Linked DNA regions of Mus musculus: region 1 is linked to region 2. Evidence: chromatin contacts called from public promoter capture Hi-C data. All regions are on one chromosome and are shown on one strand. The core of a region is the stretch at or near the end of the contact, and the rest is flanking DNA. Distances in the headings are between cores, read along the strand shown.

Evidence for each region. Promoter capture Hi-C pulls out the DNA fragments that hold promoters and counts their contacts.
Region 1: a contact with region 2 is called in a promoter capture Hi-C map of hippocampal neurons, with 8 times the contacts expected there. A contact is called at or near these places in 7 of 39 promoter capture datasets (the 3T3-L1 cell line, embryonic stem cells, hippocampal neurons and 3 more), 42 of 484 Hi-C or Micro-C datasets (the AML12 cell line, the HL-1 cell line, the N1E-115 cell line and 14 more), 14 of 130 datasets of targeted methods (astrocytes, embryonic stem cells, extraembryonic endoderm stem cells and 4 more) and 1 of 9 other capture datasets (embryonic stem cells).

What each region holds. Positions count from the first base shown.
Region 1 is chr19:23,756,513-23,760,741 of GRCm38.p6, forward strand. Apba1 (amyloid beta (A4) precursor protein binding, family A, member 1) reads left to right here and starts at 2,364. Exons shown (of 13, transcript NM_177034.3): 1 at 2,364-2,579.
Region 2 is chr19:23,577,038-23,580,965 of GRCm38.p6, forward strand. All of the region lies in intron 4 of 1700028P14Rik (RIKEN cDNA 1700028P14 gene), which reads right to left. Among named protein-coding and RNA genes, the nearest start is that of 1700028P14Rik, 74 kb to the right of the region's middle.

The DNA of each region.
Region 1 (4,229 bases), core at 1,114-3,613, 180 kb after region 2:
GTGAGGCTGAAAAACATGAGCTAGCAAATCAAATGTTAGCAAGTTGATACATCTGTATTCCTCACTTTCCTTGGCATTGCTGAAAAGATGCAGGACAATAAAAACTAAAGGAAAGAAGGGTCCCCCACAGAGGAGCAGGCAAGGCAGCTACATGCAGAGGTAGCTGGTCTCAATGAGTCCTTTGTCAGGAAGCAAAGAACCAAAAGCTGGGCTCCACTTAATTTCTCCTTTATACCCAGGCTGGATTCAGTCTGTGAAAAAAGTTCTGCCCACATTTAGGGTGAGTCTTCCTGCTCGGTCCAATCAATCTCCTAATTTCCTCGAGATCTCTGAAGTAACTCTAGAGCTGTCAGGGTTGGCGAAGATTATCCATCATGGCGTTAAAATGAGCCTCTTTTATCTATACTCTCTTATTTAACCTAAAATTTAACGAGATAAGCTAGCTTCCTTCTTAAAACTACGGTCCATCTCCAGGAAGGAAACAGAAACGACTGCAGAAGCCTACTCTGACATCCATCGCCCCCCAAAGGGGAGCACAGGAAAGCAAAAGCAAAGACTAACAGAGCTGAGAGCCAGAAGACACACCGAACCTACAAGCTCGCTCGCTCACCAGACACACAGAGTAAATTAGTCCTGCCCTGGACTCTGAGAGCCCCACCCCCACCTCCCGGGGAGCTGCCTTGGGAGCGCTTCAGGAACAGCATTGTGAACCCCACCCTGGTCTTGCTGGATCAATCTCAACTCTCATCACTCTCCAGTGTGTGTGTGTGTGTGTGTGTGCCTGAAGAAGTCAACGTTATGGCTGCTGCCTGCCTGCTTAAGGCATCTGGGCTTCAGTCCTGCCTAGGGGGCTCTGATACCTTTCCTTCCTCTAACTGGTCTCCTGGAAAGGCTTTTTCCTCAGGCAGTCCAGGGAACATCAGATACCCCTGCACCTTGGCAGTTGGAAAGTTCACAGTTGTTCTCTGATGTGTAGTTTTCCCAGGGTGCTATGAATTCTGGAGGGACGAGGACCCTATCTGGCTTTCACCAGAGAGGGTAGTTTTACTGACAAGATGAATAGGGAATGACTGTCACAAGAAAAACAACAATGGCCCTTATTTCTAGTATATGTTTAAGTTTTATGAAAAGATACTGGGGGGACAGGAGAAGCTATACTTTTCTTTGTCAAAGCCAAGAAACTAATTACGAAGTAGAATGCAGAAATTCATGTGAATTTTAAGGCTAAACAAGAATTCTAGGATGCCTCGGGCTACACCCGTAGATATTTCTGGAGATACTGTGCTTAATATGGAAATACTGTATAATGATAGATTTATCTCTCCCTAGGTCAGATAAGGAAGGCTTGTCTTCATTTCACTAGATGAGAATATGCATACTAAGACGGACTTGAAAATTATAAGGTTTCGGGGGAATATGACCCTTAATTTTTAAATTGAGAACTCTGTCCCAAAGAGGGGGGAGGATGTAGCTATGGAATCGCCTATTACAGATGGAGCTGGCGCCTGAACCCAGGCGCCTGAACCCAGCCCCGCCCTCGCCCCTCCACTCCCACCCCGCCGCCGCCCAGGGGCCAGTCCACCTTTTCATTAAGTCACAACACCTGCTACCTGGTCCCTAGTGCTCAGGGTCCCCACCCTCCAGAGAACCTAATCATATACCAGGCGAATTGCCTCTGCACGTCTGGAAGACTCTTTTAAGCTCCTAGCAACGGGCATCGAGAAACCAAGTGGACCATTTCCCGACCCCGCCTTCCAGACGCTTTCTGGGTGGGGCGGGTTGGGCAGCGCCCCCAGTGGGCGGCCAGACAGACGCCCAGCTTGTTCCTCTCAAGCTCACGCGGGCGCCCCCTCGCGGCCACTCGAGGAGCGCAGCGCCGCATTGCAAGCTCCAAGCTTTTTCTTGGCTTTCAGGCCCGGGAAGCGGGAAAACTGCGTGTCACTAAGCAAGAGGACACGGGCAGCCGTCCACGCGGCAGTGTGTCCTAAGCGTGACCAGAGCCCATTCGCAGAGACGGGGCCGGGGATGAGCGTTAGGGACCTGGGACAGAGGACCGTGGAGGTCCCCCTGTGTCCCCGCGGGAGGCAGCCACGTAGTCCATTCCAGGCTCTCGGCCACGAGAGGGAGGGACTCGCGCACAGCTACGGCGACGGCTGTGGACCCCTCGCACGCTCACGCGCGCCCGAGCTGGACTGTCGCGTCGGGCCCGCGCCGCGCGCGCGCACGCGGGTGGGCGTGGGAGGCAGGGGCGCTGCTGCACGCGGCGTGCGCGCGCTCCCCCCGCCGTCAGTCGCAGCCGCCCGGCCCCGGCGCGCGTCACGAGGGCGAGCGGGCGGCGAGCAGGGGGTGGGGCCGCGGCCGGAGGGGCCCGAGCGGCTGCCGAGCTAGAGCCGGAGGAGCGGGGCGCGGGCGGCTGCGGTCCCGGTGGCGGCGGGGGAAGATGGTGGCGCTGGAGGCGGGAGCAGCTGGAGAGCAGCTTTATTCCCAGGCTTGGCACGGTCGCTGTCACTAGCGCCGCCTGCTCCCGCGGGCCCGCGGACCCAGCTGTCAGGCAAGGTACCACCGCCAGGGCGGGCTGGGTGAGTGCCGGGCGCCCGACGCCCCGGACGGAGCTCGGGTCCTTTTGGAGGGATGATCCCGGGAGCTAGGGGTGAAGCGTGGAACAATAGTGCGGATGAACAGGGACGGCAGGCGACATCCAGGGAGGCAGTGCTTGGAGCTAGCGAGGCGGGGGAAGGGTGTGTACTAGAGAGATGCCAGGCGTCCGGTGCGCGCTGAGATACCCGGCTTTGGGAAGAGCGGGCCTGATGACAGTCACGGAAGGAGTGTGTGTGTGTGTGTGTGTGTGTGTGTGTGTGTGATAGCAGAGGGGATGGAGGTGGCAGATCCGAAGTGTAGGGGGAGATGACATTTCCAGGAATCCCCGCTAGGATCCCTCCTCTCTGGCTGACTGATGATGGAAACCGTGAGGTGGGCAGGATGCACTTGGTGTGTGAAGTGTGGAGGGGAGGCAGTAGGGTAAGGCCGGGTTTGTAAAATCCCGTGTAAGAGTGAGTGTTTAGCGTGCAATTGGATCCACGCTCTCAAAACTGCGCCCCACATCCAGCGATCTGCTTTTCCTGACTTGATGCCGCCAGCTAACACTGTGGGACAGTATTGGTTATTTTGACCCTGCAAGTCTAAGAACAGTTTCTGTTCTGCTACTGTTCTTGGGTGGCTGGGTGTACGGATTCTCGCTTCCCCTTTCCCTAACGTCCTAACACGGGGATGTGGAAGTGAGCGGTTGCTTTGAGGCACATGGCAGCAAACCAGGATAATGGTTACACCTTTTGAGACAGCTGGTGTCCCTGGCTCTGAAGGGCGCTTTCTTTGGCACTTCACAGCCTCTCATTGACTGCCTGACTCTGCAATTTCTATTGTTTATCTCTTGTCTAACCCCAAGAAGAGGGTGTTTAATGGTCATCTTCCTCTCCCGTTCCCACAACTTTTATCACCAGACTCCCTTCCATATATAAGTACTGAAAACCTTCTAGCTGAAGATTGGATAGTCTTTGCAATGATTCTTTTAGAATAAACTCTTGAGGTGTGTAAAGAAGGTGGGGGCTTTAAAAATACAAGAACAAGATTGAAAGGGAAGTAAAAAAAAAAAAAACAAGGAAAAAAAAAAGAGTGCCCCAACATGCATTCTCTTGGGTGTTTTTCCGTGGGAAATGGGATGCTAGTGACAGCCACTCTCCCGGCTTTCACAATGGTTAGAAGGTCCATTTAGGAACTGAAATTTCCCGAGACCCATGGATATAAGATCTCCAGTCAGTGAAGTCCCCGATTTCCTTCCCAGGACAGCTCACTCGTAGGAAATTTGGCAAATGTTTGGCTCTCCAATGATGTCTAGGAACCAAGACAGAGAAAAAGCACGCAGAGTCTATAGATGCTTAAATTTCTCTGCGTAATAAAGATAGGGTTGCGTAGAGAGGGAAAGCACTAGAGATGGCATATCCGTATGCGTGTCCACTGCCGCCTGGTTCCCTGGAGTCTGTATTTCTCCTGCAATATCCATAGGAGTGAATGCACCTTTATGATAATAGCCCAGTACTTTACTGATGTCATATGATTGGATTCACCTGCTTGGGACATATTTTAGTTATAATACCTTAAATTCTACTGAATTGCTGTCAGAACCCAAATGGGCTGCACTGGGCCTCTTTGAAAAGCTTGAAATAATCACAAGG
Region 2 (3,928 bases), core at 819-3,318:
CAAAATTAAGCCCATGAGTATTCTTTCCTCCTGAAATGCTCCCCATCGCTGATGGAGCCCTCTATCAGCCTGTGTCTTTAAAGGTGTAATGCAGAGCCCAGAAAATGGAACAAGAATGAGTGCACAATACTTTGAGTAGGAATGCAAAATGCTGCTCTCTTAAGAGGAAAAAAATTTAAAATCCCAGAGAACATGCCAAGCAAGTTCTAAACAAGGTTATCAGATACAAGATTGCTGTACAAAGGAGTTTAGCCATGTATCAGCCAACAAAGAATGGAAATGTGGAGAGGGAAAGTGCTCACAACTGTACCATATTCTCCAAGTTTCCTAGAAGAACGGATACAACTAAAGCTATAGGATACATCTATAAAGGAGAACTTATAAAGTTTTGTTGGTTCTAGAATAATTCTTTACTTATGAATGAGACAACTCATTGATGATGATCATTTTGTCACCTGACTGATTAAATGTCGTGACTCAGAATACAAGGTATACCTTGGAACTTGACAAAGAAATTCTAATAGACATAGAATTCCATAAAATGGAGGTGGGAGGATGACAATTTAGAAAAGAAGAACAGACTGGCTCAACTCATCCCACAAGGTACAAAGGAGTGGAATAATGTCACAGTAATTAGACAGTGCCGCTGCTGAAGGCGTATACAAACAGACCAGCTGGATAGACTACAGAGCTCAGAAATCCAGCTGCTTAAGCATGGCGCAGCTCTGATGGGAAGGGCTCAGTGACCAAGTGTGAGCAAAATAATGTTGCAACGACTGGCTAGTCTCACCTTACAAGCAGGCGCGGGCATTATACACGAGATATGCAGCTTCTAAGAGGTTAACAGTTTGATATTTCATATAGTATGTCTTTTCTTCCAATAGTCAAAACAATGCCATACATAAAGTTACCAAGAGAATTCAAAGAAGATATTTGCGAACATTTTACCAAGACAGAATTAGTCCCCAGAATAAAAAATGTTAAAGCTTTTGTAAATGAGTTTTTAAATTTTCCAATAAGAAAATCAACTGAAGGTACACACAGGCGATTTGCAAAAGAAATCAGGAAGGGTCATTGCTGTGGAACAATAAATTAAACTATAAGTCCAGTAATTAGTGGATTGTAAAGTAAAAAAAAAATATAGTGCAGTACCATTTTATTTACATTAGATTATTAATAAAGAACCTTTATAAACATTTCTGAAGGTGTGAAAGGATGAGTATTCATATGCCCCTGGTGTGTCAGAAATCCTGTGAATGTGGGGTTAAAGGTAGATCTGTCAGGTCTAGAGTACAGCCGGAAGACCTCTGTGTCTACACAGACTCAATGGCAGCCTACAGTGAGTTAAGCCATGACTGAGGACCTCTGGGTGCCAGAAGCCTTGTGCCTCTGCTTTACCTCTGTCTTTCCTGTCTAGAGCTGATAGGCCCAAAGCCAGACTCAGGCATCTCTTTTGGGATTTTCCCTTAGTAGAAACCGAAAGAAAAGGGCCAGTCACTCTTCCGAGACGGGAGCTACATATGCAATGTCTCTACTTTAGGGAAGAAGCTAATGAAGAAAACGCCACAGGACCGGAATCCTAACGGCAGGCTCCCTCACTGATTTTGCATGCCGTCTTTTGACAAACTTACCCTTTGACTATGATGACCTTGTGTCTCTGTCACCTACAAGAGTCCCATTCCAGAGCTTGGGGCCATTAATCACCGCGATCATTTAATTCCCCTTGTTCAGAGTCCAAAAATTCAGATCATAAGCTGGCTCTCCATATGGCTTCCACAGAGAGAGAATGCTTCATTAGGCTGACACAACTATCTGAACTGTGCTTCAAATTTAACTAATTAGAATTCTGGACTCTGTGTGTGTGTGTGTGTGTGTGTGTGTGTGTGTGTGTGTGTGTGTGACAGAGAAAGAGGGAGAGAGAGGGAGAGAGAGGGAGAGAGAGAGGGAGAGGGAGAGACAGAGAGAGAGAGAGAGAGAGAGAGAGAGAGAGAGAGAGAGAGAGCGCTTATTGAGCCCAAGTCAGTCTCCGTGAGTCAGATAAATGCTGAAGCACAGATAAAAACAGCCTTTCTGGAAATATAAAACTGAAGACCAGATGCTGGTAGATTCGTGAGGACAATGCTACTCTGTCAGCATGTCTGGAAGTTGGACAGCTGGCTCTCATCCACCACCACCACCCACAGTTTGCTACACATACCCTCATTGACCTTTAACAGGTGCAGAGAATAACCGAAGGTGTTTTGTAAGATGAGCAAGTCTGAGACTTATCGTTAGCACTGTGGCATTAGTTAAAATATCTACACGAGAATGAATCCAGGCAAAACATCGGTGGGCGACAAGGTGATGCACCCCAACCCACAGAGATCCTCTAGCTTGCAAAAACCATAACGTTTAATTGCTTATTTCCTATTTTGTCCTCCGAGCTAGAACATGTAGACAACATACCTACCATATCACGTGGTTTTATCTAAATATGAGTGATTCAAAGAAACAAATAATTTCAAATTAATCTCTCCCCTGGCAACAGTAGAAGATTCTATTTCTAAGACAAGTCTAGCCACTGATAGCCGAGGGGTATCCATATTACAGGTGAGAGGAGAAAGTTTATGCGCTCTGGGAAATTACATCCCATTCTTAACCATTATTTTCCTTTAAATTGCATGTCAATCTAGATGCAGTAGTTACAAGTCTGTAATCGCAGCACTTGGGAAGTAGAGGCAGGAGGATCAGGAGACCAAAGCCGGGCTTGGCAGCATGGCAAGTTGGAGACTAGCCTGAATTACATGAGATGCCATCTTCCCCTGACAATCTTACAGTGAACTGATTCGAATGCTCTTGTCATCTCTTCCCACATTTACCTCCTGATTAAGTCAGATGAAATTCATTAGCTTTTCAGCAGCTTCCAAATACAGGGAGCTTTTTAGAAACTGCCTCCTAAGAAGCTAATAAGTACGTGATGGGGAGCAAAGATGAACGGCAGGACAATTTGAATCTGCAGTTATCCTCATCCAAGGTCAGTAGTTGCTAAGAAGCCCTAGCAGGTTTGTAAGCGTTCTCCCCTCCTATCAGGAACGCAATGATGTGAACCAAATTTTCCCCTTTCTGCTTGGCCCTTAAGTCATTCTGGAACATTCAGACAGTCACTTAAACACTCTGCATCTTAACACCTCCCATTCATATTTATTCCATAAATATTTATAAAACAGATGAGTGGATTAATTAACGGGTAATCAGACTCCTAATTTCTGTGCTTTAATTTCTTCCTCCATACAGTTAAGGTCAACCCCACCCAGATGACCTTGGATGACCTTTAGGAAGGACAGAATGCAGACAAAACGTGTGGGGTGTGTTGTACACGTTTAAAGTGTGAAACGCAGTATAATGACTGATGAAACATTCTACCATCTAGTGGACCAGACAAAATAAAAATGAACTTCTACTGATTCCTAGGTCCCTTCCTGATTTTTGGAAAGTTACCATATCCACTGAGCCCTATTTGGTGAGATTTATCGAAGCATCTAGAGCATCTTGCAAATGTTATCATCTCATTACTCTTACAAGACAATACTCAGCTGTAAGGTGGAGAATGGATGAAAGGGACAAAGCTTGGGGAAAGGAAGCAGCTTTGATACTGATATTAGCAACTGAGCATGAGTCTGTCTGTTCTCCAGTCTCAGTCACCTGACTGAGATGCTGCCACAGCAAATGGCCTCATCCTCCTCGGGCTACCTAAGCTGGGAGGCAAGGAATCAACTTGAAGTTATCTCATTCCCATAATCAACCAGTAATCAACCAGTAATCAACCAGTAATCCAGCAAATGTCAGTTCTCTCTCAATGGATCAAGAACCTGCATCCTTCTCTCCTGCCACGCTACCATTGCTGGAGACCAGGCTCTTGTCTTGCCTTGATATATCCAAGAGCCTCCTG